Regions from separate parts of the Mus musculus genome. Here region 2 is linked to region 1. The links are chromatin contacts, called in public Hi-C maps. All regions are on one chromosome and are shown on one strand. Each heading gives the region's core, a stretch centred on a gene start, on an enhancer-like site or on the middle of the called end of the contact. The rest is flanking DNA. Distances are from core to core; before and after follow the strand shown.

Region 1 (3,951 bases), core at 947-3,446:
TTTGTTTTTATTTTAGCCATTCTGACTGGTATAAGATTAAATCTCAGATCTATTTTGATTTGTATTTCCCTGATGATGAAGGGCCTTGAACATTTCTTTAAGTGATTCTCGATCATTTGAGATTCCTTGAGAAGAATTCTTTGTTTAGCTCTGTGTCCTATTTTTAAATTGGGCTATTTGAGTTGTTGATGTCTAACTTCTTGAGTTCTTTGTAAATTTTGGATATTAACACTCTGTCAGATGTAGAATTAGTGAAGATCGTTACACAATCTATAGGCTGCCATTTTGTCTTATTAACAGGGTCCTCTGTCTTTGAGAAGCTTTTCAGTTTCATGAGGTCCCATTTATCAATTATTGATCTTCTAGCCTGAACCACTGGTGTTCTGTTCAAGAAAGTGTCTGCTGTACCAATGTGTTCAAGGATATTTCCCACTTTATGTTCTATGATATTTAGTGTATGAGGTTTTATGTCGAGGTCTTGATCCACTTAGACTTGAGTTTTGTGCAGGATGTTAAATATGGATCTTTTTTCATTCTTCTACATTTAGACATTCAATTACACCATTTGTTGATGATGCTTTTGTTTCTCTATTGTATGGTTTTGGCTTCTTTATAAAAAATAAAGTATCCATAATTGTTTGGCTTTATTTTCTGGGTCTTTGATTTGATTCCATTGATGAACATGCATATTTCTAGGCATATTTTATATTTCTAAGACAAAAACTAGGAACCAGGTTGTGAAAGCTAAACTTCTGGTTCTGCCTTAATCAATTTTACCTTCCTGTGCTTCAGTTTTATTTATGGAAGAAGAGAAATGACTGTATCTACTTTGTCATAGGGATTGGATATATGCAGAGTGTTAATACAGTGAACATGGCTAATGAATATTAGCTATTCCCATAGTGATTTATGCCTAAATATAGCTTCACATCTCATACATAATTCTAGAGTTTTTCTAGCTATGTTTTTAAAGACATGATTGACTATAATACTTGAGTATGACTTAGCTTCTGTTGTATACTTTTGGGTTACATTTATTTATTTATTTATTTATTTATTTATTTATTTATTTAGTACATATACCATTTGGAGATCAGTAGATAACTTGGATGAGTTGTTTTTTTTTTTTTTTTTCTTCTACCATGTGGAACCCAGGATAAAACTCAGTTTGTCAGGCCTAACCTCAAGTTTGTTTACCAAATGAGCCATCTTGTCAGTCTCTTGTGTTTTGAGGTTTTTGATCTTTTATACCAGGCTATGAAAATTATATGAAATAAACATTAGATAATCATAAAAAGTCTGCAACATTCAGCTGGAAGATGCCACCCTTTTTCTATGTACTATTTCTTAAAATACATCTGGAGTTTAATGGCCAGAATGTATCCTGGAAAACGCTAGCCTATAAGTTTTAATATATATATATATATATATATATACACACATACACACACACACACACACACACACACACACACACACACACACACACATATATATATATAATTAACTCCAAAAGGTGTTTTACAAAGCTTGAAGTGAAAATAATCTTTCAGTGCGAAAAAAAAAAAAACCACATTACTCAGAATGATGGTGTCTTTTCAGTGTGTGCTGTTTACCATCTCTCTCACCTAGGCTCATTTTCCATGCTCAATTAGGCCAATCTAAGACTAGATACATAAATAAAATGAATTGGATTCTACATTTTATACCGAGAAACAGTGTGTTGCAGTCAAATGAAAATGGTCTAGAAGTGAGAAGATCCTAGTTCTCTTCCGTCCTGCTGTAAATGACATGATCTTGGAGCTCTTCATGGGGTACCATCTGCCTCCTTATCTGTGGATGATGCTAATGGACAGAGACAGGTGGTAATGTCTCTCTGCTTCTATGATTCTGTACCTGATACATATTTGGTATCCTCGGCCTTAGTGGCACCTGGATTTTATGAAGTGGATAGGACAGTATAATCTGAGATTTTTGTTTTGCTTTTTAGAACAGTATGCCTGAGTTCTGAGTTGATCTCTCCTCTTTATCCCCTCTCTCTCTCTCTCTCTCTGTCTCTCTCTCTCATAATGTCACTCATACTGAGTAGACACTTTTCATTACTTAATGCTAACCACACCCTAACTGTGCAACCTCATCTGTGCTACATACAGGACAGAGGAGCAGCTTCAGCTTCAGGATTTTACAATGACAGAGCCTCAACGAACACTCACTCAGTAATTATTTACCCACATCTCTCCATGGCTTTGGTCTTTGAAAGTTCTAAAAATTCAGTTGATCATTTTGGCTCAAGTAGGTGACTCAACAATTTTCCCAGCAAACTGACAAATTTGACTAGAGGCATTCAGAGGATAATCTAAGGACTCATCTGTCTTTCATTTTAACCACCTAAGACATGCACCATATTTTACCCCAACTGTTTTTGTAATGTATATGTGTGTTAGCTTCCAGAGTCACAGAAACTTACTTGAGGCTTATAGCATAAGCTCAGAGATAATGCATTTTAAATATGTAAAATAATTCATCACTTTATTTTTAATTACCCAAGCAGGACATCAAGTACAGTCACATTATAAAATATAAAAATAAAATAAAATAAGTGTGCAAACATATCGTTCAGCTGAGGTCTTGCCTAAATTATACAGTGTGTTCCATTAGGTTCCCAGGGAGTCCTGTTTAGCTCAAAGAAGCTGTCCTTGAATATAATATAGCAGTAAGAATTCCAGAGGGAAGGAAAGCCAAGGGAAGAGCAAACATTAAGAACAGAGAAAGAGGAGAAACAGAGGTGCCATACAGATCAGTATGTGTGGCTGGCTCTGGTCCCCCCTTCTGGGAAACATCAGTGGCTTTGAGAGGAACGTGAGTGTGTAGGAGCAGGGCACACTTGCGTGTGCAGTGAACCTACTCACTGGAAATAGTGCATACCTGTTTCTCAACTCCTTGCTTTGTTCTCTCTAGATCTACAAATGAAGAGATGCTTCTCAGTATAGCAGCCCTAACTGGCATTCCTGAGTGTTCTGGCTAGTGTTCATCATCAACTTGACAGAATCTAGAATCCCCTGGAGAGGGGCTTCTTGGGAATTAATCAGATTAAGACCCATTTTAACTGTGGGCAGTTTCGGGGCAGGGCATTCTGGGCTGTATTTAGAATAGAGAAGACCAGGTGACGATTGTGATGACTAGCTAGCTTCTCCAAGCCCCTGCTGCTGTGACTTCTTTGCCTTAATGGGCTGTGTACATTGAACGGTGAGCTAAATAAATTTTCTCCCTAAAGTTTTTGTCAAAGGATTTTACCACAACAATGGGGAAAGAAACCAAGGCACTAAGGAATATATGCATTTGTATCACTTCAAAAGTACTTCAATAGGGCCAATGTGTATATGTGTGTGCATGCACTACAGAAAAAGACAAATAAATGTAAACAAAAATAAAAATGTTCAAGTCCTTCAAGATACCTGTTCTCTACACTTGATTGCCATTGTTACCCTGGCTTATTTAAGTTCTTTTTATGACTAGATTCCACATTCCATGACTGAAACAGATATGATTTTTGTTTTGATTATTAGAGAGACAGAGAGAGAGAGAGACAGAGAGAAAGACAGAGAGAGAGAGAGACAGAGAGAGACAGAGACAGAGGGAGACAGACAGAGAGAGACAGAGAGAGAGAGAGAGAGAGAGAGAGAGAGAGAGAGAGAGAGAGAGAGAGAGAAGATCAACTCAAGACTCAGGCCATAATGGTTCCCTGGATTTTATTTACTGTTGTCAAGCCATAGCCAATATAATTATTCTCTTTGTTTGTGTGTTTTGCTTAAACCAGTGACAAACATTTTCATTCACTCTAACTCTGGCTTTCACATCCATATTGCCTTTGGTATGCTATCATTTGTTTGATATCAGCTCCTATAATTCAACCTCCTGAACATAGTCTTCTGTTAGGTGGAGTAAGAGCTG
Region 2 (3,861 bases), core at 428-2,927, 290 kb after region 1:
AGGTGTGTGGATCTGTGGGGCCAGAGATATAAGGTGTTATTCCTTAGGCTCTGTCTGCCATTTTCATTGAAACATGGTTTCTCATAAGTCAGGGACTCTCACCACCTAGGCTAAGGTCAGAAAGCCCCTGAGATCATGCTGGCTCCACCTCCCCAATTTTGGGATTACTCACATGCGTTACCTCTGCTACCTATACATTAGTTCTGGGAACCAGAGTCAGGTCCCTGTACTTGAAAAACAAGCACATACCAACTGAGCTATCTCCCAGGCCCTGGCTAGGTCTTTCTTTGATTTTCTATTAAGCCAGTCTGCTTCTGTATGACACCAAGCTATTGAACTCCACCTACTGTCTGCTGATTTCTCTATAGATTTCAGCAATGTCCTGGGGACAGAGAATTGCTTCACAGTTTGATCAGCTAAATGCAGGCACACTTTCTGTGAGTAGTCTTTGAGGACCCCTACAGAGTTCTTAGCTGTTTCTTTGTTGCTGCCTCCTATACTACATGGTCTATAGTTAGCCTGCTGCTCTCACAGAGCTGCTCACCATCTTGCAATTACCAGCATCTCCATTATTTTCAATTTTTTTCTTAGATTTGAACTAAGAAAATCACACTCTCTCATAGATAATATCAGGTACACTGAGGAGGAATTTGCAGCTCTCTGTTGTTATGGCAGCCTGTCGGCAAAATCTCTGGTCCACTATTTCAGAGCTGCCAGTGGTACCAGGGATCCAAATCACATGTTCTTGCTTCTTGAGCAGAACTCTGGACTAAGGAAAGAAACTCTGTTCTCAACTTTTCTCTTCTGACCTTGTATACTATACTTAATGAACAAGCTGGGAGAGAGTGAGCATGATCAGCCCGCTCACCAGAATTAGGGCGTCCATCCTGTGAATAGGGACAAAGGACAGGAATAGCACAGACTTGGGAGTACATAAGAAATGCATGTGGTCTGCATGCTGCTATGTCCCTGTTACTAAGTAATTCTCTGTTTTTCTGGTTTTTATTGATGCTTAGCTTACTAGATAACTGCATCCATGAATTCTTTAAGCTGACTTTTTTTTTTGAAACAAGAATCTTTTGAAATATTTTAAAAATAATTGGATTTATTGACTTCTTTTTTTGGAAGCTAGCCTTAGACGGACAAAGAAAGACAAAGACATTACAAAGAACAAGCCTGACATTCTGTAGGCACGGGCATTGTCTGAGAGGGATTTGTTCTAAAACACTAGTTTATTTAAATCTTAAAATAAATTTGCTAAAACAAAAATTCTCAGGCCATAGTTGCACTTAATAAATTAAAACTGGGGATGGAGGTGGGAAGCAGGAACCATGAAACTGTTGAAATCCAATGCCCGTGCTAAATCTAAAGCTCTCTCAGCTAGTGAGAATAATAGAAATCTCACCTAATAAAATGGACCCACCCAACGTAAATATAAGTGAGTGCTTCACAGCAACATTTAGAAAAAATGTTTATCACTTTTAGGCTTTGGGAAAAGTTAAGCTAAAAACATAAAGAAATACTGTTTGATATAATGTTCATATGGCTGAACTTACAAAGGCAGATGATGCTGGGAACCGATGAGGTTTGGGGGAAACTTGAACCCTTGCCCATTCATTGCTCATGGCAGTGTAAAATGTTGTGGTCTCTATGAGATGTCCTGGGTGCACTCTGCAGCCTCTTGACCTCTGACACTAACCAGTTTGGCCTCTATTAGTCAGCATCTACTTCAGAAGGAAGCTTTGATGAAGGCTGAGATAAATCAATCTGTGGGTAGCATTAAATCATTAGTTGTCAGTGTACTTTGTCTGTCTAAGAGAATAATAGCAGGTTCTCCCCTAAGGCTTAGTTAGGGCCTGTCTAGCCACAGACTCTGGGCCCTGATTACAACACCAAGCATGGGCCCCATCTTGTGGGGTGAGTCTTAAAGCCAAAGACAGGCATTTCCTCTTCTCTCTCTTCACCATTTCACTGTGTCCAGATTGAGAATGAGGCCCACTGCCAGGACATCCTAGATGAGCTCACTGCATCTGGTGCAAGTGGATAGATTCTGCATGATTTCAGTGTTGCCCTCTCCGCAGTTTTCATTATGATTGGTCGTTTGGTTGGCTGATTGACTGAATTTTATATCCAAATCTCTACTTTCTAAATATGGAATATTTTCATACCATATTATAATATAGTATAAAATATCAATGAAATTAAAAATGAAGGAAATAAAGTTCCTATATTTTCAAGCATACTATTATCTCTAGATAAAATTTAACAATCTGACTTTCATAACTCTATTCTTATCAAATAATGATTTTGATCTTTTTAAACTTTTATCTGGAAAAAAGCAAGTTCCTATGCTTCTTGCATATAGTTTTAACTAATATGGCTCCCCAAACTGCATTTTATTGTTTGTAAGAGATGCTAAGTCCTAAAAATTAGGTAATAAATAATTATAGATCTTGTGTAAAACATTACTGTTTTAATTCTTAGGTAACTCACACTTTCTTTTATGGGATTTAAAAGATAAAATTCAAACAAAGATGTAAATTTGAAGGGTAAAGATTGCTTATTCACTTTAAATTTCTGTATTCATATTTTCAGACAGTTTGTGTGTTTATACTTTGGATAAGAAAGTAACCTATTACTTTTCTTGTAACAAAACATAATACTAAAGTAACATAAGGAGGGAATGGTTTATTTAAGCTCACAGTTTGAGGAGACAAGATGGGAAAGCATGGTGGCTGGAAATGAGGTGGCCGCTCACGTTGTGCTCACAGTCAGTAAGCAAAAATGAGCTGGTGTCAGCAGCTTCCTCTTTCGCCTCTTTATTTAGTGTAGGATCATAATCTACAGAAAGGATGATGCCACCTGTCTTAATCAGGGTTTCTATTCCTGCACAAACATCATGACCAAGAAGCACTTGGGGAGGAAAGGGTTTATTCAGCTTACACTTCCATACTGCTGTTCATCACTGAAGAAAGTCAGGACTGGAACTCAAGTAGGCCAGAAAGCAGGAGCTGATGCAGAGGCCATGGAGGGATGTTCTTTACTGTCTTGCTTATCCTGGCTTGCTCAGCCTGCTCTCTTATAGAACCCAAGACTGCCAGCCCAGAGATGGTCCCACCCACAAGGGGCCTTTCCCCCTTGCTCACTAATTGAGAAAATGCCTTCCAGTTGGATCTCATGGGGGCATTTCCTCAAATGAAGCTCCTTCCTCTGTGATAACTCCAGCTGTGTCAAGTTGACACAAAACTAGTCAGTACAATTGACCCCTTGTCAACGTGACACACAAACACATCAATAGTAAGCCTCAACCCTTAGTACTTATTCATCCCCAATATCTTAAACAACTTTAAAAGTCCCACAGTCTTTACATATTAAAAGTTTAATCCTTTTCTTATAAAATTCAAATTACTTTAAATTCAAAGTCTCTCAACTGTGGGCTTCACTAAAAACTTCCTTCAAGAGGGAAAAATATCAGGGCACAGGCACAATCAAAAGCAAAATCAATCTCCAACCGTCCAATGTCTGGGATCCAACTCATGATCTACTGGGCTCCTCCAAGGGCTTGGGTCACTTCTCCAGCCCTGCCCTTTGTAGCACAGACCTTGTCTTCTAGGCTCCAGCTCCCTGTACTCCACTGCTGCTGCTGTTCTTGATGGTCATCTCATGGTACTGGCATCTCCAAACACTGCTGTCTTGAACTAGACTTTACCAATAGCCTCTCATAGGCCCTCTTCATGGTGCCAAGCCTCATCTCCTTTCCATGACCCCTTCAGCCCTGGGCCATCAATTGCAACTGAGGCTGCACCTTCACCAATGGCCTTCCATGGCCTCTCACAGTGCTGAGCCTCAGCTGCTCTGCAT

Evidence for each region. Hi-C and Micro-C count contacts between places; a contact is called where the count stands out from the background.
Region 2: a contact with region 1 is called in a Hi-C map of the N1E-115 cell line, with 2.9 times the contacts expected there. The contact joins two enhancer-like sites. A contact is called at or near these places in 1 of 15 datasets of contacts at CTCF or cohesin (the NIH/3T3 cell line), 2 of 484 Hi-C or Micro-C datasets (the N1E-115 cell line and nephron progenitors), 2 of 115 datasets of contacts at active chromatin or transcription factors (embryonic basal ganglia and embryonic stem cells) and 1 of 9 other capture datasets (pancreatic islet).

What each region holds. Positions count from the first base shown.
Region 1 is chr2:21,968,850-21,972,800 of GRCm38.p6, forward strand. No RefSeq gene overlaps it. Among named protein-coding and RNA genes, the nearest start is that of Gm39767, 6.7 kb to the left of the region's middle. Within about 2 kb of position 2,197, at least 5 of the 459 cell types and tissues checked have an H3K27ac peak or open chromatin away from gene starts, as enhancers often do. A contact at or near this core is called in the N1E-115 cell line, where this site is marked.
Region 2 is chr2:22,255,369-22,259,229 of GRCm38.p6, forward strand. All of the region lies in intron 3 of Myo3a (myosin IIIA), which reads left to right. Among named protein-coding and RNA genes, the nearest start is that of Myo3a, 30 kb to the left of the region's middle. Within about 2 kb of position 1,678, at least 3 of the 459 cell types and tissues checked have an H3K27ac peak or open chromatin away from gene starts, as enhancers often do. A contact at or near this core is called in the N1E-115 cell line, where this site is marked.